Linked DNA regions of Anas platyrhynchos: region 1 is linked to region 2. The links are chromatin contacts, called in public Hi-C maps. All regions are on one chromosome and are shown on one strand. The core of a region is the stretch at or near the end of the contact, and the rest is flanking DNA. Distances in the headings are between cores, read along the strand shown. Region 1 overlaps TTC7A (tetratricopeptide repeat domain 7A). Region 2 holds the start of PLB1 (phospholipase B1).

Region 1 (6,979 bases), core at 1,573-4,072, 410 kb before region 2:
TTGGGAAACGTGTATGGAACAGTTTACGACCTGCGTGGGCTACTGGGCATCCCTGCAGTTGCTTTGATGTAGAAGGCCTGAGCTGCCAAACAGTGATGTGTTGTGGAGATGCGCTGTGGCATAAGTATATGAGAATCTATGTAGATCAAAGTAAAAAGTGTGCAGATAAGCAGCCTCTCCAAGTAGACCTAGATATATAGAGGATATAGTAGTAGGATGCTAGACAAAGATCAAATAATAAAGAGTTCTGCTGTAGGGGCATTAGCTGTGGGTCTCCAATTAACATGATGTATATTTATGAGAGGGGTTGGTTGGTGACACAAGGAACAGTTTGAGTAGTACAAAAAACAATTACTTTTTTCTTTGGAAAGGAGGGTGATCGTGTAGTTGAAGAGTCTCTTATGTCTTGTCAAGAGCTTGCTGTGTGTCCGTGTGCAATCTGCATGTGCTTAGACTTTCCACAAGAGGCTTCAGATTTTCCAACTCCGTTTTATCTTTTTCCAAGTTTGTTCCTCAAAACTGCTGCCATTGAAGGCTTCACTTGGAATAGTGGACACTTAGAAACCCTCAAATCCAGTGCCAGGGTGTTTCTGAAATAGCACTTGTGTTGAAGCACCCAAAATCTATAGCCATTTTTGGAAATACAGGCCATAATTTCTCTGTTTGCTTGTCCCTGCCAGGGGGACTGTATGTCCTTTCTTCATAAAATCTTTGAAAGGCACCGTAGAAGCATGCAGTGGTACCATAGCTTAGAGCAGCATGACAAAAAATGCCTTGCATGTGTAGGAATTTTATTTTCTTGGTGTCTTTTCCTAAAAGTCCCTAAAACTAGGGAGAAGCCTACCTATGGAAAAGCCTTCCTATCAGCTGGTAAACAAAAGTATAGCATGGCTCTGCTGCTGTTGGGGGCTGCAGTTCAGGAAGGTGCTGCTATTTTGCAGGTCTGTCGCTGGAGCGCTCGACCAACTCAATCGCCTCACGCGCTCGCCTGTGTGAGAGGGAGGAGGAGGTCATGGCTTGTTTCGAGACTGCGTGTGTCGTTGCCCAAGTGTACTTGCAGGAGCTTGAAAAGGTAAGAAGTGTGCTCAGGGTGTTACCTGGTGACCTGGGTGGGACATAGAGGGATTTTGACAGCAGAACTGGTGGCGGAAAGGTCAAGTGATAGACGAGGAACATGAGAACAAGCCTGAAAGAATGAAGTGCCTTAGCATTTCTGTGGGCTGAGTTTTTCAGTATAAGCAGTTGCAAAACAGCTGTTTATCTGGTCTCTGCCAGTTTCTTCTGAGCATGACGTGTGGAAACCAGTTTTGCCTGCGGTAAAGCTTTGAATACTTCAGATATGCTTGAGTCTTTATCTCAAGTTTAGCTCTTACTAAGGAGGGATGACAGGCTTTGCATAGCAAGCACCACCATGAAGGAACCCGAGATGTTTTACGTATCTGCAATGTAAGTGATACACAGCACTGGATATCGAGATCCCTCATGAGCTCAAAGTAACCTTTTGGGTCGACGATAGCAGTTTAATTGCTCGTGCTTCGCCTTTTCCAGGTGAAACTGGAGGAACCTGGATCAGTATCAATTAACTGCTTAGTCAGTGGTTGGCTAGGATGCTGGGTACTGTGAGCTCTGCACTGAGCTGTAATCCATGCCACTGATTTACTGGGCACATGCTTAGAGATCTCTGTATCTGCTGCTTTGCCTGCTTGCATTTAGCAGGGGCACACCGTAAGTTTTCACACCCTGTCCTCTGCCACGCATTATGCTTGACACGAGCATCACTGAGGCAATGAATGTTGCCTATTGTTCTGTAACTTAACTGCCTTTTACCCTCTGACCTGATATTTCTGCTCTTCTCAGTGGCAACGGTGTGTTTGTTCCAGATTTTATTTTAAATTGCATTAAAACAAGAAAAATAAGCTTGGGACGCACACAAAAATCCATGAGGAAAGCCAGATAACAATTTATTTGGTCTGTTTTTTGTAAGGAAAAAGCTACTTGTCTTTATATTTAAAATTAAGTACTGCCCTCTCCTTGCAGAAGGACCAGTTCCTGCCAGTACTGGGCACTGTAAATGTTTTTACTGACAATTTGTGTATGCCAAGAAGAAAAAGAGTTTGAATATCAATTCATTCATCTTCTGGACTCAGAGGGATGCAGGATTCATATACTCAAAGTCCATAGGTCCTTTTCATTCCTGTTTTGGAGCGTCTACATAGTGCAGCTTACAGCAATGAAAGCTGTTTGTTAGCCCTACTGGAAGAGACAGTTTCTAAGGAAGCCAAAGCAAGAGGGGTTTGGTAAGGCTAGAAGAGCAAAGACTAAAATTCTTCCATTGATACTCCTTAGAGTTTACTAACTCTTACAAATATTTACATTATATTAAGCTGGATATACTCACTTAAACATTGTGTTTATATTTCTGTGCAAGCTGCTGGATCTGTGTGGTTGGAGTAATATTTCTGAAGCCCTCGATATTAATGTGTAGCTTTCCACTTTATTAAAAGTGTAAAGTAGTAAGGGGTGGTGCTTCAAAACTCACATTGCACACGGGATGTTTCATGGAAGTCACTGTATAGTTCATTTTAAAGTTGACTTCGGAAGGTTTTTTGAATAGCTGATGAAAGTAAGATTTCAAGTCCTCTGAGGAGGAATCTGAAGGTTGAAGACAGTAACATTTTGTTACTGGCAATATCTCTGGCTCATGAGGAAATGGCTCGTTCAAAGAGTTGTCTGTAATCCCACTGGTTTCTTTCCTTGCAGACCTTAAACAGCACACATTCAAGGAGTATAAAGGGCAGCAACATGACGTACTCTGAGTTTGAACTGTCCTACTTCCTGGAAGCAGCTCTACAGAGTGCCTACGTGACTCATTTAAAGAAGGGGTAGGTGGATGCAGATGTTAATAAAAATAGATAGTACTGCATGTTTTGTCTCAGAACAGATGAAAGCTTCTTTCTTCATATGTTCTGTTGTGACTTTTTTTTTCTGCTGCTGGCTCGCTTCAGGTTTTCTTTGTGGTCTCCCTTCCCCACACCCTATCCTAATTCTCAGTTTTCCGGACCCACAAGTAGGGTGGAGTAGAACAGTTTTGTTGTCTTGACTCAGCTTTGCTCCCTGTGGAGATGAGGGGAGTCTGACCATAGAGAGTGAGTGGAATTTAAACACTGCTGAGTTTTTTTTAGATGCTCAGCCACAAGACCTGGTTTAGAGCTCAGTCAAGTCTTAAGGGTTGTTTCTTTTTATTTTTTTAAGGTCTTAATGTCCTGATCAAAACCCCAATTCTGTGTGGTTTTACCAGAGACAGTGCCCACCCTCCAAAGCTGTAGAAGAGGGCATGGTGACCCCTAAAATAGGCAGTATCTTCAAACTCCATTTACTTGATGGGAGGATTGCCATGTGGGGACAATCTGTTCACCACTTGTAAACAACACTTGTAAGAGTTCTTCCTTCCCTGCTCCTGTGTTTGTAGCATATTATCACATTTGTTTTTAAGGAATCACATACTGAATTTCTCACTGCTCTGTGTAGTATCACTGGTCAAACTTCTTTAAACTTCCTTAAGCAAACCACCTTTTCAAAGTATTTCATCTTGGTTGTGTTTTTTTGTTTTTTTTTTTTACCTTCACTCCTAAAGAAATTTTATCTCCTTTTCTTCACTCTGAAGGAAGAGTGGAATGGAGAAGGAAGAGGAAAATAAAAAATATGTGAAGAAGGAAGAGAAAGAAAACTAGGGAGGGAAATAGCAAAAAAAAAAAAAAAAAAAAAAAAAAAAAAAAAAAAAAAAAAAACAAAACAAAAAAACAGCTTCGATTCTTCTGTAGAAAAAAAAAAAGATACCTCTCCTCTCTGTTTGAGGAAGGACAGTTTCTGTTCAGGTTTTTCTTACATTTTTTCCCCCAGTAACTATTTAAATGCAGCTGTGATATGAATATCCTATACTATGAGTATCCTTGGTGTTCTACATTGTTTCATGTGAAGTCAGGGTTAAAAACCTGCATGTACAGTGAAGTTGTACTTGCAAGCATGTCCATGGTAGGTGCCTTCAGGTAAGTCTTGTTTAACCCAAAGGCTTTATTCACAAGCCCAGATGTCATGGAATGACCCGTGTAGTCAACTGAGTATGAGTCTATGTGTAAAGAAGTACGAGGTTATAAGTATAAGGCATAGTCTTAGCATCATCTCAGTAATCTGGGAGAGGTACGTGGTTTTCCCATGTGAGGTGGTGGTTGTCCAGCTGTAGCACAAAGAGTAGGCTTTATTAGTCCTTTACTGGTTTGGTGGCGAACAAAAGCTCAGGTCTTGCCAGTAAGCTCATTAACTATGTAATAAAATAAAATCTCATTTAGAACATATGGCACTGATGTCCTCTAGGCACCTTTTGAATAACGAACTCACTCGTGTTCCTTTTATTCAGCAGCATTTTAAATTCAGTATTCATCAGTTCAGTATATCCAGTGGGTTGTTTCAGCTGTTACTGGGAGCCCTACTTGCTCCCTTCCCACGTTATTTTAATGATAGCCTTTAAAAAAAAAAAAACTTCTAGAAAACAATTTGGAAACAAAATATGTGTGTGAATCAAGAACTGCTTTGATTATAAGCTGAATTGCTGCACGAGCAGCGAAATGTTCTCTGTGGCTGTCTCCTGATGGAAGAACAGCCTTGGAGCTGGTTTGGCTGTGGCAGGAACAAAGCTCCATTTGCTTTGCACTTCGTCAGTGCAAATCAGAGGCAAGATCCAGTGAAATTAAAGGGCCAATGGGAAAATAAGACAAACAGGAATCCCCAGATTGTTTCTGTACCTTCTGCTTGTGTTAGTGTGCATTTTCTGCCACGAGAGGGCATAAGCAGCATTGGGATGTATTAAGGAAGGGGGGTTGGGTGAGGGGAGAAGGTTTTTCCTGTATGTAATGAATCTCTCCACCCAATATCCAGAGGCTCAAAGAAATGTTGTTGGTTTCAGCTTGTCCAAGTAGGAAATAGGCCTTTGATCTCCCAGGCTGATGGGGGATAGGTCCTAGGAAAGGAGGTCCTTTCCCAGTGGCCCTTGTGTAGAGAATGAATAGCAAATGCTTTATTTCCTTTAGGAGGGCTGACGTCTCCTCGGCCAGGTGAGCTGAGAGATGGGAGAGGTGTTGTCCTGCTTGTGTTTGTTCCTGCTGCCAACATCCTGGAGTATGATCAGGGATGCCCTTCCCTCTTGTAGTGTGTGGTGCTGAAAAGAAGGCACCTCCCTCGCTCATGCGCACCCCTACAAAGCAAAGGTGCGTGCTGTAAGGACCAGCAAGTTCTGCAGCTGTGCCAGCCTCGATGCTGTTAAGAGATATTTACTTAAACAACACTGCGTTGCTGAAAGCACACTTCTGCAGTTTGCCCTTCTGCATCCCGAGGAAGCTTTCTTCTGTTTGTTCGGCGTTGATGCTGTGGATACAGAAGATAGGCAGGCAGACGTTGTACTGTAGTATGCAGCCTGTTGCCTTTCATGTTAGCGTTTGCTTCTGATTTTCTGAGTGACTTCTCTGTGAAGGTTAGGCTCATCCTTGACTGCCTTTAGTTCGTATTGAATCATAGAATCATAGAATATCCTGAGTTGGAAGGGAATGGGTATTATTATTTTATAGTGCTGCAGGGGCTTGGTCTAAATGCTCTTATTTGCTTAGAGCAAATAGGCTTCACCTGTGCAGCATAATGGTTATTTCTATGCTGCTCTTTTAATGACATTTGAAGTTTGTGTGGAGTAGCAAAGGCAAAATAAATAAAAATGTCAGGGCTTTCCAGAGGATGCTGTTGGTTTTGGAAGCTCTAGACGCTTCTGAAGAAAAAGATTTTCTGAAAAAATAAGCATTAAACACTCAGTAAAAATCTGATTTCCTTATGAGCCTTCAAGTCAGGGACCTGAATTACTTCAGAAAACCCTGATGAAATTGCCTATGAGGGCAAGCTTACACAGTTCTTTTCTTCCTTCCTCCTGTCATATTTTTTTAGCGCTCTCAGTTCCCTTTTTGAAATTTTACAGGCTTCTGTTGAAAGGCACTTTGAAAGAGGAACTTCATGTATGTGTTATTTTTACAGTGGAATCTAATCTAGAAAGGTAGGACAGTCTCTGCCAGAATACTAATCTTTTCTGAAGAATTTATATGGGCTTGCTTGCCCTTCATCCCCTCCTCAGTCCTCCCAGTCTAGCACCTAGTAAAGGTAGTTATTAATTTTGAGTCTTCCTGTCTACTGGATGAAACTAGATAAATGCTAAGCTTTTATTGTTGTTTTGGTGGTCTTTTTTTTGGTCATACTTACTAGGGTGCCACTGGGAAAATGTTGTGTTCTTTGTTGTAGTTACTCATCTTGCATCTTTCATAAGAATCCAGGGTTGTTGTCTGTGGGTGCTTTTTATGCCTCTGCATGAACCGCTGTTGAAGGAGAGAGTATGAATTTTTAGAAACCTGTGAGAGATGCAAAAGGAGCTGTGCAGAGGCAACAGTGTTGCTGCTGTTTGTGTGCTTTCCCCCAGAGAGTTGGCTCTGCAAATTGCCATGCGGTCATCTGAAGATGATCTCTTCCACCTGTTAGTGCCTAGGTTTTTACAGTTAATGAGTGGGGATGAGAACACGATCTTCTGATGCTTACTTTTGGGTCCTCTTTGGCTTAGTATCTGTATTTCTTTCCCATCAATTTGCACAGAAAACAGTGTATTTCTTCATGGTCTTATCTTAAAATTTTGTGTAGTAGTAGTCAAACAATATGACATAAATGTGGTGTGACTAATTAGTAGTTTGGTAATTAATTACCCTTTATAAGGGGGGGTACCTGTGGGGGGAAAAAAAAGTATTTTCATGCCAAGCTGGACTGAGCCACTCATGATGTTGTCTGTCACAGTTTGTACTCATGATTTTCTGTTCCTCTATATTAAATTAAATGTAATTGAATCCTAAACCACATTTCATCATGGCTTTTAAAATACTTCTCTTGCTACCTTTGTGGTTAA
Region 2 (6,427 bases), core at 1,249-3,748:
CAGCACTAAGGTCACACAGGTCAACTTCCAGCAGAGTCAAGGCTCTTCCCTGCAGTGCACAACACAGTAACTTATTAGTCTGTCTCTACTGAACACGGAAGGAGGCTCAGTTTCTTAGGCTACAGGGCAGTTCAGCCCTACATAGCAGGACACATCCACCCAAAGTTGTGTTCTTCCTCTTCTCTCCTTTTGATTTTTCCTTGCCTTCAAACAGCCTCACACTGCGCCTCTCTTCCACTAGATCCAGAGCCACTGTGTCCTTCCGAAAGCTGATTTATCTCATTGAAACTCCAAAAACCTAAGTTTGAGTCCCAGAGTATTGTGAAGAACAGAGACACCACAGAAGAGCATGGGATGGTCACGATCTGAGCGAGGAGAGCAAGTCCTGCATCCAGCACAGCTCTACCTTGCGCTGTGAAACCCTGCCCCGAAGTGAGATAATGTAAATATATCCCTCACAAGTGGCTGAGCCCAAACACCTCGTCAGGGATGTATCACCTCTCCTGGCACCCGAGCCCATAACATTCCTGATAGTGGGAGAATAAGAATAAAGGTACAGAGGGAAGTAATGCAGAGCCTGTACGGTACTATCAGCGCCGGCAGTAGGCAGGTTAGTGAAGACCTCTGCCTATATCCCATGGGATGAAGCAGTAGTTGTCCTTCTGGCAAGTTTTCCTTCATTGTGGCATTCCTCATAGGTATCTGCCAAGACAAAGCACTGGTGACAAGCAGTATAGCTCACTCTGCCCTCATTATGTCAGACAATGTTCAACAACAAACAGGATTTCACACTGAGTTGACCACAAACTAGCATGGTCCTAAGGCCCAGGCTGATCAGACTTACAGACTAGTTTTCCTGATTTGAACAAGCACCATGACCTGACAGCTAAAGTGCCAGTTCAGGGCATACCATGCCTATAGCACACCACAGGCACTCCAGCACTGCAGAGGAATTTTATATACACACAAGTCAGTATCAAACAAGACAGTAGGACTACATCAATGTTTAGATGCAGGCAGTCAGCCCAAGCATCACGTATTTGAGCATGCATACAGTGTGCCCAAGTCTGCAAAACCCTGGCTACAACACCTTCACAGCAGCCTGATCACTCCTGCAGATTCAAACACACACAAGTGACTGCTGCACTGCAACATTACACTCCCGAGCAAGACTCCGCTACTCCCTCAGTTACAGCATTCAGATCTAACCCCTGAAGAGCATCCTGTTGTCCTCACACAAAGCTCTGGGGTGTCCTCTGGTCTCTTCTGAGCCTCCTGACACCCAACTGGACCTCCTGCAGAGATAATAGGAGAATGTTTAAGAAGGGCAACTGCTTCAGTAAACAGCTTAAAATGCTTAAGCAAACCACTGACACCCCTGATATCTCAGGCAAGATAGCTCATCCTTCAAATGGCTTTTTATGGCTTTATGGCTGAAATTTGATATTATTTGAGGAAATGCACTGCACAGATCTTGCACCCACTTCACTTTGCAAAAAAATGAGAAAGTAAAAAATATATTTAGAATATGAACAGCTATTACGCAGAATAACATAGAAGTAAGAATCTGCGCAGATAGGAGAAAAGTTCGTCCACCCCCCAGTCTCTAACCTCATCCCAGCACAAACATACCATAGGCCTCACCAGTACAAACAGCTGCTCACCTCCAACATAACAGCATATTCAACTCCGAGAAAGAGGAGCTTGTTCCACATCAGGGTCTCACAACAAGAAACCTGGTTTGACACCCTAGCTCCTTTGACCAGGAGTAAGGTAGCAAAAAACTAGAAGCTTACACACCATCAGAATAACCCATGGGCCAGCAGCTCCGCAAACTGGCTTAAAACAGAGCTCCTGGGACCATTGGCAGGGCTGGTGAGGCCCCAGGTGAGGCTGGTCAAGGCCATCATGGCCTGTGAGTCAGTATGGCACTGTGCAGATGGGAGTTTCCTCTAGTGGTCTTTGTCATTAGGTACAAGGGTTTGTGGCTGTTTCATTCCTCAGCAGAAACTTCTCATTAAGTCTGAGAAACAGCCTCCTTAAAGAACTGGAATGTTTAAAATTTTAGAGAGAAAGCTTCTTCGTCACTGTACACCAAGCAAAAGAAGGAAGGTAGCGTTAATTCATACATTTGCCATAAACCACAGCTCCAAGAGTAAGAATTAGGTCTTCAGACTCTGTGACGTGCTCCAGAAGGGAAATATCACTAACTGCAAGGCTTGTAAGTCTTCTGTAAACACTTCTTCCTACCACCCAAGCATCAAAATAGCTCCTAGATTGAATAGCAAATAGCAGGTGGCAGCAAAGATCAAAGAAGCTGGCAAGAGAGAAGAGAGAATTTTCTCACAGACGGAGAAGGTGTCAGAGAGGAGCTGAAGCTTCTCCATCACTGCAAGGACAAAGCCACATCTCACAGAAGCTGTGGAGAGCTGCAGCCCATGAGCCAACCCCCAGCTGACAGCATTTAGGAATACCCCAGGGAACTGCAGCCACATAGCTAATTACTTAATGGTCTACAGAACATCTTCTGCCTTGCCTAAAGCACCTCCTGCTGCTGCTTGGGTGGGACAGGCAGCTGGATAGACTTTGTACCTGATCTTGCCTGTGTTGTGTCAGTCTTCTTGTCATCTGCCCTGGATGAGAAAGTTAATGACACAACTGTGTGGAAGAGCTTTCTGAGGAACATGGTGGTTAAGAGCAGTTTTGTGCCTCTGTATTTTCTCCAGCAAATGTACCTGTTTCACATATCTAGGCCCAAGGGAGTGAAACGCTACAAAACCAAAAGTCAGGCCACTATTAGAGCTCTAAAGTGAGCAACACCCAAACATATATTCAAATACATGCTCTCAAACATGTTAGTCAGAATTTCTGGCCTGTTACCATGTTTTTAGGTAGATTATAATAATACCTAAGAGCTTCACCCCTCATATATTGTATGGGAGGTAGAGGTGGGAAAGTCAATGGATTTCTCTACCTTGCCTTTAAGTTTTGCTTTATCTGCTCACTCAAATGGAGCTTTTTCCTGCATTCCTTTTTCCTCATGTAGAATATTGAAAACCAGAAACCCTGACAATCTATTTGTGTCCTCACCTATAGGACCAGTGTTTTAAAATGCAAAGTAATGAATCTATGGCTGCACCTTTAAAGAAAAACCAACAACGCAGCACTCAACCACTCATAATTAAACACAAAATGATTGCCATCACACACACAAACTTTTACTGTATGTTAGGGACATAGTTCTTTCAGCTGCTAATAGGCAAAGGCCATATATCAGAGGGTAATGTAATCACACCCACAGAACTGTGATGTTACAGCAGCACAGCAGAGGACTTACTGTTGAAATATAAAGCTGACTGATTCTCCATTTCACTTGAAGGTTCAGCCTGTCTGTGCCTTGTGAATGCTTCAGCTAATCCTACTGCCTAGCCAAGGCTTTAGATCCTGAATTTTTTATTCAGGAAGCATATCCTTGCATTGTTCCATCCATCACACCCCAGTCTGTAATGGGTAGACCATTAGAGTAGTGTGGAACGGCTATGAATAAATCATATACCACAGTCAGACGTGTTATCGTGATGTGCCGTTGCCTTGTCTTGCTGCAATCCACGTTGCTGGTAAGCTCAGTGCGTGCTGCGGACCTAAACAGGAGATCTGCCACCTCGGGAGAGGCCAGGAGTGCAGCAGAGGGTCAGGGCATGAAAGGATGCCAAGGGCAGGCAGAGACATCAGCCCCAGGGCAGGAATCCTGCAGCAGCAGGCAGGAGCGCTGCCCAGTTTAAAGGAGGCTGCTACCATCTGCTGGAGAGACTGCAAATACTCAGTGGAGAAGAAGAAACCAGAAGTTTATTTGGTCATTTCGGGCAGGAGCTGGAATACACCTCTCCGCATGTGGTGAGGCAACAGAAAGCAGGCGAAATGCCTCCTAATATTTGGCTCTCCCCTTAAAACACAGGTTTCTGGAACTGCTGGCAGGGAGGGTCTTAGGCGTTTCTATCATGGCTTTCAGAAAGGAATACCTGTAAAAACAAGTGCAAACGAAAAGCCTCAAATACGCTTCTGACTGTGAATTTGTCTAAGCTGAGCACATGACTGGAGCACTGGACTCTTCGCTTGGTTATTTGGGATTGGCAGAGCTGCTATAGAGACTTGAACTGTGGCAATAAATGTCAGTGAGATCACTGCTGAAGTTATGTCCATGCTTTGGATAAGCCATGAAGCAGCAGCCTCCTGCAAACACCCAGCAGTAGCCCAAGGCAGCAGCATTACAACAAGACCTCCGGCCCCAAAAGTGAACGAAACTCAAAATTTAACCCTTATGCCTGCAGGGGGGCACAACCTCCCGCAGTGAGTGTCTGACTGGCAAGGGCGCAAGCCCTTTAGCTGCTGGCATGGAAGGAAAGCCCAGAGCACATCTCCATCAGCTGTGCCTGGCTCTGCTGTGAGGCTGGTCCCACCCCATTAATTAATTAATATTAATTAATAATAATTAATACCATGACTGGAAACTAAAATTCAGGTCTGGAAAGAGTGCCATGTTTCAGGCCCGTTTCAGGTGTGCCAAGCACTTGAAAGAAGAGCATGTATGAAGTGCTGCCCTCTTCCCATCTTAGCTGTGAGTCTGCAAAGGCTGTCACAGTGTCAACGGGGAAAGGGCCAGGGGCTGCACCCAGCAGGAGAAGTGAGCTCTGCTCCCCTCTTCTGCATGGGAGCTGCCAGTGACCCCCACCCAGCTCAGGGAGAGCTTCTGGAGCCTGCCCACACCTGCAGAGGCACAGCAGAGCTCCCATCCTCGGACATGCACACCGTGTTGGGTCTGCTTCTTTGGCTGTGCACACAAGAATATACCCTGAGGGGGCTCTCAGGGCGAGTGGGCTGCAGATCATGCTGTCGGTGAAATCCCCACAGCTCCACAGAAGCGAGGAACCCCAGTGCTGGGTACAGGGGGGTCCCTCAGCTCATCACTGCCTTTCTGCTGGTCAGCCGAGGCCCAGCTATGGCTGAGAGCACCAAACAGCACAACTCAAAATTCGGAGATCTTCTGCAAAAGACTCTTTGCTCACATTACTGCAGCGTGAGGATTAGTTTAAGTCTCTGGGCTGCAAGAAGACCAGATACTTCCCATGGCCTCGTCTTCAGCTGGCCCCTCTGTTATCAGATCAGGAGATAATGCTGGTTTCTGAAGAGCCCTGTTTACAGCCCCAGCCTTGGAGAGTCAGCTGGTGCTAGCACAGCCGTGAGACAGCAGCACTGGCAGGAAGGCAGATAGCAAAGGAAGCAGTCTGTCCGCCTCCGATAGGCGTGGGGATGGTGTTTTACAGCAGGGACCAGAAAATGTAGATTCTCTTCCTGTGAGTCTTGGGGCGAGACTATTGAGTCTCAGATCCCAAGCACCCAATTCTCAAAAACTTGCCTGGAAATCACACACCCAAATAAATACCTCTGTGAATTTAAGCGTAGGTCTCAAAGTGCTGTGATTCTCTTTGAAATAGAAACAGTAGCATTCCCTTTCTCCCATCCTTTTCCATCAAGTTATAAAATTCCTCAAGCAGTTCCAGCATTATACTGTTTGTATTCACACCACAAAAGGTTTTGTTTGTTTGTTTGTTTTGTTTTGTTTTTCAGCCAGAGCTGGGACTGCAGCAACAGCGTGGGAAACTCCTGACCCTCCTGTGCTCTCTCAAGCTCTTTCTACAAGAAGGTGCAATGCACAGGCTCCTTAGGGTCAGCCTGTATAGGTTCCAATGCATCGCAGGCTCGCAAAGTCCACGTACCCACACCCTAAAAAATCCTCTGTTAACCTCACTCGCCTGTAGAAGCTTGTTTCTCAGCTTGCCTCTACAGGTCAGAAAACATATCCCTTTGACCTCCATGAGGCAGCCCCAGCTGTGCTATATTCCTTTTGCATTATTAATGCCTGTGTTGCCCTTGAAATAGAGAAGACTACCAAGTGGTAACATAGTTTGTGAGATGGGGGAAAGGTAGTAAGGCTGCTTTTCTTCGCAAGCAATGAGGCTTTTTGACCCTTCTTACTGCAGTTGTTCCAAACACAGACCATTGAACTTCAAGTTCCTGGCAAATGATCACTTTTTGCCTGGATCCAGCAGAGGCACCTGGAGCTAGGAGCATAAGGCTCAGCATGCTCCCTTGACGTACTTTACACACCACAAGCTGTGGCAAACGCGTCCTCCCACTTGTAGTATTCACCATCTACACAATGCTCTGAGATGCTCTCACCTGTTTTGTGGCTAAAAAAGAGTCAGGCATGGCCTGTCCAGGTGCTCTGTGCCTTCTCACTTGCCAGCTTTTTCACCTGGTGAGTGGAACCACATTTGGGCAAGCCTGGGCAGTAACAGATTCAGTGCCTGCAAATAAGTGGATTAAAAGGCCTTTGAAACCAAGCGCAGCTATTTTCCTTAAGGACCAT

The links. Hi-C and Micro-C count contacts between places; a contact is called where the count stands out from the background.
Region 1: a contact with region 2 is called in a Hi-C map of subcutaneous adipose tissue, with 2.8 times the contacts expected there. The contact joins the enhancer-like site here to the promoter of PLB1 in region 2. A contact is called at or near these places in 2 of 8 Hi-C or Micro-C datasets (skeletal muscle and subcutaneous adipose tissue).

What each region holds. Positions count from the first base shown.
Region 1 is chr3:38,944,019-38,950,997 of IASCAAS_PekinDuck_T2T, reverse strand. It overlaps TTC7A (tetratricopeptide repeat domain 7A), which reads left to right. Exons shown (of 20, transcript XM_027454067.3): 4 at 942-1,072; 5 at 2,761-2,882. Among named protein-coding and RNA genes, the nearest start is that of TTC7A, 21 kb to the left of the region's middle. Within about 2 kb of position 2,822, at least 3 of the 8 cell types and tissues checked have an H3K27ac peak or open chromatin away from gene starts, as enhancers often do. A contact at or near this core is called in subcutaneous adipose tissue, where this site is marked.
Region 2 is chr3:38,529,271-38,535,697 of IASCAAS_PekinDuck_T2T, reverse strand. It overlaps PLB1 (phospholipase B1), which reads right to left and starts at 2,498. Exons shown (of 60, transcript XM_072035722.1): 1 at 1,665-2,498; 2 at 1,237-1,295; 3 at 1-718.